Regions from separate parts of the Mus musculus genome. Here region 2 is linked to region 1. A link is a contact called in public Hi-C data. All regions are on one chromosome and are shown on one strand. Each heading gives the region's core, a stretch centred on a gene start, on an enhancer-like site or on the middle of the called end of the contact. The rest is flanking DNA. Distances are from core to core; before and after follow the strand shown.

Region 1 (5,312 bases), core at 1,309-3,808:
CTTTGTAGCCTGGCTCCTGGGGGAGCCCTAGACAGTAGTCCTGACATTTTCCCCAGCGTTGTTCCCACACTTTAAAGCACCCGGCCTGGCCTCCTCGGCCTGGCCTCCTCATTCTCTTCTGCCGCTCCCCTGCTGTGGAATCCTGTTCTCACCATGAATTTGCTGAAGAGAGGATTTTCAGGAGCTCTGAGCTTGGGATAGGCAGTGCTTGGCTCCCAGTGCCAGTTCATGTATTCTTTTCTTACTTCAAGTGACTCCATGCCACATCCTGACTCTGTGTCTCAAGTCTGGTCCTATTAACTGTTACCAAAAGCACGATTCACTTCCTATAGCCGGAATACTGCACGGAATCTTTGACACCTTGATAAGAGTGTCAAATACCATAAACGGTGATGGGCGTTTTGTTTCTGAAGGACAACAGCAAACAAGGCCTTGTGTACTTCAATCTTGTACTCTGCTGCTTTTTCTAAGGCACAGAGAGGTGTCAGTTTGCCAGTGGGTACCTTTCAGAAAATGTTAGCGCACAATTGAGTTTACACACAAACCATCTGCATTCATCAGAGCAGCCAGCCTGCCACTGCCTTCAGCAGTGAGACCCACACACAGAGACACAGAGTCCGTTGTGCCTGCCTTCAGACTTCTCCCTTTGAATCTATTACTTCTCCACATTCCTCAAAGGCAGAAGGCTTCTTTGTATCTGTCCCCTAACACATGCCTAACACAGGGCTCCGTACATGGGGAGCCCTTGACAAATGTTGACTATTAAATGAACAAGGTTGGATACCAGCCAGTGCTGGATTAGATGCAGAGTTCCGGCCAACGATGAGTGCGGTACATATTCACTTGGAACTGGAATGGATCTTAAGGATTCATCTCACCAACTTCCTGTGTTTAGTCAGAGCCAATTTTTAAGCACCTAACAAATTAGGACTCTGTATATTCAGCTCCTGAGTTGGCGATGGAATGGTTCTGCCAGCTAACCCATCAGCACGAGCATCCTAGGTACAACCTGCGCCCACCTCCTCTTTCTGCACTTACAGGAGTCGAACATGCCTGGATTTTTTTGTAGAGGAGTTTTTGTGTTACTGAAGACTAGTCTTGTTAGCAATATCTGGTCTGCTTCAGATTAGAAGCGGGGACTGTCAGCTCAGACTCTAGGAGAAAAGCTACAAGACGGTCTATGTGAATTTTAGAACCACTTCCAACGACAGCTGGTGATGTGGCAATCAGATTCCACACACTGGGAGAGAATCTGCAGGCTGGAAGACTGCCATCTTTTGCCAAAGATAGACCTGAGCAGTATGCAAAAGGTCTCAAATGCATTGTGTTTGAATATTAACTTCCCACTCCCCGAAGTGTTTGGTCCTCTGTGCCTTATGTGAATTGAACGAATTTAATTTACTAGAATTGCTTTGCTGGATAATAAGCATTTGTATTTCTCCTTTTTATACAAACAGTAGTATCTTCTGACAGGGAAAAAAAGGAATCATATAGAACACAAGGAAGAAAGCTTTATTGTCCAATAAAAATGTTCCTCAGAGCTGTTGAGAGTGGATGGCAACATTAATCTACAATTCTTTCAATGTCTCATAGGAATGTCATTATAAAAAAAAAAACTGAGCCATTTTTGTATTAGTTACTTTGCTTTTTTAAAAAATAGCAAATTAAAGCCAAGGAAGACTCTAAGACACAAAAATCCATGGCTGTATGTCGCAGACATAGCCCCCGAGATGACTTACCTCAAGAAGTTTTCTCTACTTCCTTCAAATATGATTATTTCCAGGCAATTTGATTTAAATACCGCTCTAAAGATTGTTTGTGGAGATGGGAGATTGCCTTCCTGCAATGATTCTCTTATCTGTAGAAGGATAGAAGCAATTTCATTCCCAAGGAACAAGGAGAGGTATTTTTATTGTTTGCCTTATTTTGTAAACTTCTAATGTCATTGATAGAGACTAATTAAAACAATGTTTTAATCTATTAAATGGCCACTACAAAGACAGTGATGTTCTGGACGTGACCAGTGAGCCCGTTGTCCTTAACAGAGGCGGCTGATTCACAATCGAGCTGATTCACAATTGAGCTAGTTTGGGTTGATGAGAAGACCATAGTCTGTGCTTCTAATCCAGTCCAATCCGGCTATGTCTGATTCTTGGGCAGCAGCAGAAGGGGAGATGGGAGGGAAGGAGGGGAGGACGGTTCCATTTAGCTAATGCAGCCCTGTCATATTGCTTTTCTCGTCATCAGTAAAACTTAGAGTCTGATGGCCTAGAGCCTGTGCGCAGAATCAGGCAGGCAGGAGGAGAGCAACACGGCTTCAGATGGGTGTGCCCTGAGCAGTGCCTGGTCTAAATTCTAACGCCGCTGTTCCGTCACGTGACCAACGGCCAGTTAGGTAGCTGCTTGGCTCCGAGTTTCCTTATTTGTACCCAAAGATGTAGATAACTCTTGGGTCAACCTGAAAGGCAGTAAGCGTAAAATGAAGTGATATCCTGAAAGATTTCTGTGCGCTACCATGCTCGATGTCAGCGTCGGTTTACCTGTGATCTAGAAAGTTCCCCCCCCCCTTCCCTTTTCAGGTAGAGAGCGGAAGTGAGCTGTCATTTGCCCCTAAAACATTCTCTTGCATAACTGAGCCTTGGCTCGTGGACATTCCAGTCACTACTTACAAGTCCCCCTGCCCCATGTAGAGAAGCAGGGTTACCACAGGCTGCTGGACAGCTGGGTTACACACACCTTGCCTCATCCGTTGAACCAGGACAAAGCCATGACAGGCCAGCACATCAGATCTGCAGCTGAGAGTAAAGCCATATGGGGCGGGTTCACCAAGGCTCCCTGGGTAAAAACACCACACAGTCAACAGAAGTCAGCATACTGTGTACAGTGGAATCTCCTGAAGTAAAATCAAAGATCTAGAAAAAGTTGGAATTAAAGGACTGCAAAAGGACTCTTTCTTGTCCAAGTTGGCCCGTTCCCCAAATTCTCAGCTTCTCCTCATCCTTGCTCTTCTTAGAATGGCTAATGGGTTTGTTCACATATAAGTTTCGTTTCAAACATTAACAAAATTCCCCTTTTTCTTGCTTTTTCTCTTAGTTATTGTTTTATGTTTCAAAGAAAATGTTAAAATGTTAAAGGTACTTTTAAAAAAACAAACTAAAGCTATAGTAAAAAATACATTAAAGCGAGCAAAGTGGTTGGGTCAGGATTTAAATGGCAGAGCCTCTTCCCCCAAAGCCCTTGCTTCGCTGAGTTCATTAAATGTAAAATAAGCATTGTGTCCTTTAATTAGGAATTATACACAAGAGGCAGGGTGCTTACAGCCCTCGGAGGAATTATATTTGTGCATAAAGGAATCATCGTGTTTCCCGGTGTGTGGGCCTCCAGAATGTAAGATACCAAGTAGCTGGGCACACCAGGAAGTATTATATAAATATTAAGATATTAATACCAGGTCGCTAGGTTGCCAAAAAGAACACTATTGAAAAGGAATAACCTGGTGTTTTCACTTCACGAGCCTTGTGCTGATCCAGTCCTCATGAGAAAAGGGGTTTAGAGGAGGCACATGGCTAATGCCAGGGCAAACCTTGTGTCAGGAGCTGGTGGGGTAAGGCAGCCAGCGACTTAGAGCCATTAGTGGCCAGTTAAGCTGAGAGTCCAGAGGCGGCAACCCCAAAGGGTGTGTTCAGGGTGACGATGGCCACAGGATCTAAATGCTTGTGTCTGAGTGACTGAAGTGCCAGCCTCCTCTTTCAGTGGGAGGGAGAAGAGCAAGAGTGAGCCCCCAAGATGGTGGTCCATCCCCTAGAGATATCTATCAGCTACCCCCACTTCCTCAGGAGGGCTGCTCCCCTGATGTGTGATCCAGACAGGAGGTCTACATAGGGACTTAATTTCACAGGTCTTCTCTCCCACTGAAGGGGGTCAGAACGGTATCAGGCCATCAGCAGCTTTTTCATAAATGTGTGCTCATCTGCTAATAAAGCCCATTAGACTTGCAGCTCACTGGAATTTAATCTAGGGTGTTTCTTTTGTGTCCCTGCTGTGGTTGCCAGGACAGATGTGCATGGCTGAGATGTACTTCCCCGTGACTGAGACAGATGTCGGGTACGAGATCATGCTGGACCAGTGCCAGCTTGATTACCAGTGACTTTAGACTGCCAGCTTCCTCTCATTTGACCGAGGTTCTCATTTCTGTAGTTAAAGAGAGGGACAGGACTTGTGAGAGAATAAACGAAGATGGATTTGGGTAAAGAGAGAAAACAGCAAGTGGTGGAGATGCCAGTGAAACAAACTGAGAAACAGGCTGAGAGAAGAATCCTATGTGTATGAAAACAGGATTTCTTAGAATGACTAACAGGCTACGGACCTGCTAATCCAACAATGGCTGCCCACTGATGGAACACCCAAGAATCCAGTAGTCGTTCACAAGGCTGGATGTCCCAGCTGGTCTTCGGTATACGCTGGAATCCCAAAGAAGTAGGCTCTAATGCCAGCACAGGGATGGACCTGCCAATGAGAGTGAAGATGAGCAGGCAGAGAGTGGAAGTTTCTTTCTTCCATCTCTTTTCTACAGGTGGCCACCAGAGTGTGTGGGACAGATTTAGGGTGGGTCTTCCTGCTTCTTTAAAGGATCCAGTTAACTAAAAATCACTCACGGGTGTACCCAGCTGCTTGGATTTTTAGTTGATTCCAGATGTAGTCGACAACCAAAATAGCCATCTCCAAGGCAAAAATAATCCAGCTGATGTGTGATTCCCATGTGTAAGTTAGGTTCACTGTATGAAAAATCCAAAGTCCCAGTCCCCGCTGCAGTATTCCTTCGTAAGTTCCAGGGACTTTGTCAATATCCCCTGGGAAACTCAAAACCAGTCCTACCATCAGGAAGCTCGTGAGGACTACTGGTCGGTCACTTCTATGGATTATCTGTGTGGGTGTGTGGGATGTAATATGGGTGATTTACCTGCATGTATGTCTGTGCACCGTGTGCATATAAAGCCTATGGAGGCCAGGGTATCCTCTGAAATGGTTGTGAGCCACCATGTGAGTACAGGGAACCAAACCCGGGCCCTCAGGAAGAGTAGCCAGTGTTCTTCGCTACTGAGCCATCTCTCCAGCCCCTCTGTGTGTTCTTTATCATGATGAAGAATTCTATAAAGAAGGTGGATGAGATGGATGAGCGAGGAGGGAGAACATAGAGCACAGACCACTGGGTCCAGGGGGCTTCTGCCTAGGGAGGACCCAGCCTCCTGGCGAGACTGCCGAGACTTAGGAGCAGAGGAGGAGAGGACAGCAGGCTTGAGGTAGGGACAGAG
Region 2 (5,312 bases), core at 1,130-3,629, 69 kb before region 1:
CATATGATATGTATGTATGTATATATATATACACATACATACAGATAATACAGTTACAGTGATCCAGCATGGACTACTAATGCATAACTACACTGGTTATGACTTGGTCAGAAAAATCAGAAACTTCTTCAGATAGGAGACATATTAATTTATGGAACTTCTCTACCCTGTGGAGAGCTGAGGGAGGGAGGTCAGGAAGGCCTCTGTCTTCATTTAGATCCTTTCAATGCAGAGCCTGAGGCCAGGATTAAGGGGCAAAGGACTTATTTGGAAGGTGAGCCCAGAGAACAGCAAGAGAATGAGCAAGAGGAGCAGCCAACAGAAAGATACGTTACTGAAGTTGTATCGGAGAGGTAGAAGTTGTCTTCTGTCGGGATCTGCTGGGAAGCATGAGGTACCTCCTAGCTTTGTCTTCACAAATTATAGCGGGTAGGAGGGTTGACCTGCCAAGTAATGCCCCAGAGATATTACCCTCATGTGTCTCTCAGCAGCACATGTAAGCCTGCTTAACTCTCGTGGCTCCTGCAGCTTTAGAGGAATCTTAAAACCCAGAGTGAAAATGTGTAGTTCACACTTGAGGTAGACAGCTGTAGGCCCAGTGGGAGCTAAAGCTCACGTGGAACTGTGTGGTTAGGGCTGAGATGAAAAGGAAAGAAAGCCTGAACCAGGACACAGAAGTATCTACCATAGAGTGTTTTAGAAAGCAGGGCATTGAAGCGCTGTAGAGGAGGGGCCACTAGCAGCCACGCCTCCAGGTCTCTGGTGGGCTCAAAGGAGCCTGAGCTAAGCCTTCCTTGTCTTGACTTGGACTTTCCTCAGCTGCTACAGGAGAATAATGTCTTTGCTCTGTTGCAGCTTTCCTAAGTCATGGAGATGTCCCCAGTTGTGAGACTCCAACAGAATCCTGATAGAAAGGTCCCTGGTAAATAACGCTTTCAGGTCTCATGGCCCTGAAGTATCATGGAAGCTCAGAAGGACGGGGTCAGACTAAGTAGCTGTCAATGATACCTGGTCCATCAGTATCTACTGAGGTCCTTATAAAAATGCCTTCAATAATGAAATCACCTGCATCTTGCCCCAGTGCAGGGGAAGGTTACAGGTGTGTTGGTGGCCAAAGCCATGACACTGATCCTAGGTAGATGGCAAACCCTGCAGCTGCTTAGTCCCATTGGCTTAGAGCCTGGGGTAGAAGCGCAGCACGTGATGCAGGACCTCATGGGAATCATACATGAAAACAGATGAACAGCAGGTGCTCCCAGAGGCTGCGTTTGTGCTCCCAGATGCTAAGAGGCTAGGATGCCCCTGGCTCCCATGATGCCTGAGGAAATATCCCCACTGGTAATAGAGGAACTGTGTGCCTGTTCCTGTTAGTAAGCAAGCTGCTTGACCATCAGGCCTTACCCATGGTGCAGAGACAGGAAAGGAGCTGCACTTAGGCCCTGTAGATGTCCAAGCAGTGCATAATATTTAGCCTTCATGACAAGCAGCATCCTCTTGTTTGAGGAGAAACAAACATGTACTTCTTTCTTTCTTTCTTTCGGCTCCCATTTCATCCTCTCATTTTGCAGTATAGCCTTCTTGTCTTTAAGACTTCTTGCCTTTCATAGCAAGCAAGGAACCTCAGGGCGTTACCTACCCCATAGGATCCGTTTTTGGTATGATGCCCCCTCCAAAAGAAATACAGAAACAGATTGGAAAATGCTTGAATAAATGAAAATGATTAGATGACCGTCACAGCCTGAGTGTATGCTCAGGCAAGGGAGGCGCATGTGCAGCCCAGGGAAGTTCTGAGCTCTTCTTTGCTCTTGGCTAATAAAATGGTTATTGTCCCTGGCCAAATGCCCATCAGTCACCTGACTCTTCCTCCCACCAGCCATGCTGTCTATGGATTCAATGCCACCTGGTCCCCAAATAAAAGATAAAATCTCTTCTTTAATTTCAAACTCATTTCTGGAGCCGTGCAACTAGATTCATTGTGGTAAGGAATCAGAGTGTGTTTAAAGTGAAACTACTTAAAATTTGGAGCTTGTATCCTTGGTTAAACTAGCTTCTGGTTTAAGTGGTCAGTAGCTGCCTGTGACTTGTAGCTACTGTCTTGGTCAATACAACTTCTGTAATATTTCTATGACCTCAGAAATTTTTACTGGACAGCCCCCTGCATCAGTCTTACAGCAAGTCACCCATGCATGTATTCAAACAGGCACCAAACACCCACTATGTTCCAGTATTCTGAGCATTAGATATCCCCCAGTTGGAGGGAGAGACAAAAACTGCCTACCATGTACATTTTGATTTAAAAGCCTGTGTCTAGATGTCAGTGTGTATCCGTGGATTAAGGACAGACAGCTGTGGCAAATAGATGACTTGTTTTCTAACTTCCTGGCACATGCCCAGTCTGACTTGGGTGTAATTAGTTGTGGCCATTGTTTGTTTTGTCCAGCTTATCGATCCCATGTTAGACACTGACTTGCACAGCAGAGATGGGTAATATGTTTGACTTATCTCTCCATGTTGACTGTCCCTGTTAATCTTTCAGGTTCTGAAAGGAAGGTTTCTTTGTAAGTAGTTGTTCTCAGATTTACCTATTTGGATCAGTTCCAGCAGCCTGTGTTTCGAATGTAAATTCGATGCTGGGAGATGGTTCAGTGGATAAAGATGCATTTGTAGTCCAGCCTGACGACCACATGTTGGTTGACCTGCCACAAACCCTGTGTTGTTAAGTTCTACCTTATACTTGGGAATTTCTCAAAGAGCAGTAACATCACTAGCCCGGGAAGTTGAACCGTGGAGACAGGTGACATTTCTAAATCATCCACTGGAAAACAGATTCCCTTTGCTAGATGCTTCCAGCAAGATCCTTGAATGCCTGCACTAGCCCACTAGAGAACTGCTGGATTACAGTAGGCTGCAGCTGGAGTGAGCATTGGAAGCTGGTCTATCTGTTCCAAAGTGGAGATGTAAATGACTTGTCCAAGGTCACAATTATATATTAAAACTCTTACCGTACCATAATCCTAAGGCAGAGACAATTGTGAATAAAGCAGGGGGTTCTCTACTTCAGTTTATTATACATCTTGAAGGGCTTGAAGCTGATTGCTGGGAGCCCACTCTGAATTTTCTGATTCTGGCTCTAAGTAGAACCTGATAATATGCATTTCTAGTAAGTTTCCTTATGTCAGTGGTATAAGGACTGTATCTTAAAAGCCACGGGTATAAGCCATATCATTACATTATTGAAATGGTAGTAGCTTAAGGAGAGAGAACTGGTCTACCTATTAGCAGTCTGGGGAAGGAACCAGCAGAGAGGTATCCATATCCATGCAGGTCTGAACTAGGATTTGGCACCACCTAGTGGCTGACATCTAATGCTGTTTCTTCATGGATGGAGACAATGCTGAGTCCTGTGGTTGAGTTAGGCTCTTAGAATCTATTGGATAGTGAATGGCTCACCAGCTATCTCCTGGTTTGCAAGCATTTCTTTTGATGCATTGGTTTGGGGAGATTGAATTTTGAGGCTCAGCAGCCATCTTTAAACTACTGGCTACTTCTGTATGTGCCTTTACCTCTTGAGCCTGTATCCCACCCTTCCCCAGCAGATAAGGGCAGTTCTGTCTCAGAAGCTGGAGAGGAAGATGTACTATGTCCTAAATTGTACTGTAGTGGGAATTTTTTTTTCTGCCAGTGATAGAACGTGCAAAACTTACACATCACACACCTGCCTCAGCAGCAGCATCTTCGTCCTTGTCACCGTCGTTGTCCTACCTCTGGGTTTTTACATCCTTCCATATACACCTGTCAGAAATCCGTTTGAATGCCCAAAGCCTTAGCTTATGCTCCCCCACCTCTAAGACTCATCCTAACCCTCCCGTCTCCACCTCTGGAGTGCTCTGGCTACAGCTTGAGTGTCTAGCTATCGAGTGACTTTTGATAAGATACTCTCTCCCCCTGATAAACTGTCAGTCCTCTGGGAGTCAAGGCGCCATTTCACTTGGTCCAGTGCAGCACTGTTATATCACAAGGCGCCAGTTTTATGAGACCGACCTCTGCCACCTTCCATACACACCGTCACCTTCCACCAGCCTCTCTCCTTGCAGGTGGCTATAGTCCATGACGAGGAAAGGGTCTTCCCTGCACTCCGAGGGGTAGCCCTTGCTGTAACCCCAGCTAAACTCAACTAAGATCCCTCGTGGTGCAGGTCATGGAAAGAACGACTACCCCACCTTTACAGCAACTGATGCCAGTAGCTTCTGTTCCTTGTCCGGCTCTAGTCTTTGCAGATCCCCACACACCCTTCCTTCCCTGAGCCTCCCTTTGAGTCGTCCTCATTCCAAGCACCTGGTGAAGCATGGCGAGGGAACACTGAGAGAGGGGTTAATCGGAGTCAGAGGAGGACGAGAAAGTGCCTCAACACTGCGCATGTGCTGCTTCAGACTGGGACTGTGGGAGAGATGGCGGATCTAAATATTTAAGAAACACTGAGTCACTCCCTCTGTGTGGTGAATGTGACTTGCAAATGTGCTTTTCATTTATTGTCCCGCCTCCTCTCATAAAACTGCCACTTGCAGGAGAGAGGAAGAGTGGCTCTGGCCTAGCCGTGCCTGAGTAGTGTGTGAAGCCGAGGCAGGAATCCCACTCTTTTTCCCAGGGGCACAGTCGTCCCTGGGGAGGTCCCTTTGGTATTTGGGGGAGCCTCTTTTCCTCTGTCCTAGGTTCAGTTCTCACTGTTAAGCCCGAATCTTAATCCTGAGAGTCATTTCCAGTTGTCCTACCCCAGAACCCGGGTGTTAGAGTTCCTGGAGGACGAGGAGTCTATTTTTAAAATAGATTCTGGGACTGGGGAGGTAACTCACTAAAGTGCTGGCTGTTCAAGTAACGAGGACCTGCGTTAGATCCCTGGAACCCACATGAAATAGCTGGGTATGATGGAATGTGCTTGTAATCTTAGCACTAGGGTGGTAGAGGGACCCAGGGACCTGCTGGCCAGCCAGCCTGCTCTACTCTTGGCACGCTCCAGTCCAGTGAGGTAACCTGTCTCCAGAAACAAGGATGGCTGATCCGGAGGAACCACAACCCAAGGTTGAATCTCTCCAACATACACAAACATGCACATACACACACACATGCAGAGCGACAGAGACAGACACACAGAGAGACAGACACAGAGAGACTGGCTGACTGACTGACATCAGTCTTGATGGACAGCTAGCTTGGGAAACCATTAGTCTAAATAACCCCTGAATGATTTGTTTCTAACCCAGGCATCAGAGCACAGTAGACTCATCAAGGTCATCCCACGCTATTTAAGATCTTCA

What was found. Hi-C and Micro-C count contacts between places; a contact is called where the count stands out from the background.
Region 2: a Hi-C map of the N1E-115 cell line shows a contact between it and region 1, with 4 times the contacts expected there. The contact joins the enhancer-like site here to the promoter of 4932413F04Rik in region 1. A contact is called at or near these places in 3 of 484 Hi-C or Micro-C datasets (the G1E-ER4 cell line, the N1E-115 cell line and cerebral cortex) and 1 of 115 datasets of contacts at active chromatin or transcription factors (double positive thymocytes).

Annotation. Positions count from the first base shown.
Region 1 is chr9:103,554,336-103,559,647 of GRCm38.p6, reverse strand. 4932413F04Rik (RIKEN cDNA 4932413F04 gene) reads right to left here and starts at 2,558. Exons shown (of 3, transcript NR_040764.1): 1 at 153-2,558. All of the region lies in intron 3 of Tmem108 (transmembrane protein 108), which reads left to right.
Region 2 is chr9:103,622,883-103,628,194 of GRCm38.p6, reverse strand. The region is part of intron 2 of Tmem108 (transmembrane protein 108); the gene reads left to right. Among named protein-coding and RNA genes, the nearest start is that of Gm32682, 52 kb to the right of the region's middle. Within about 2 kb of position 2,379, at least 8 of the 459 cell types and tissues checked have an H3K27ac peak or open chromatin away from gene starts, as enhancers often do. A contact at or near this core is called in the N1E-115 cell line, where this site is marked.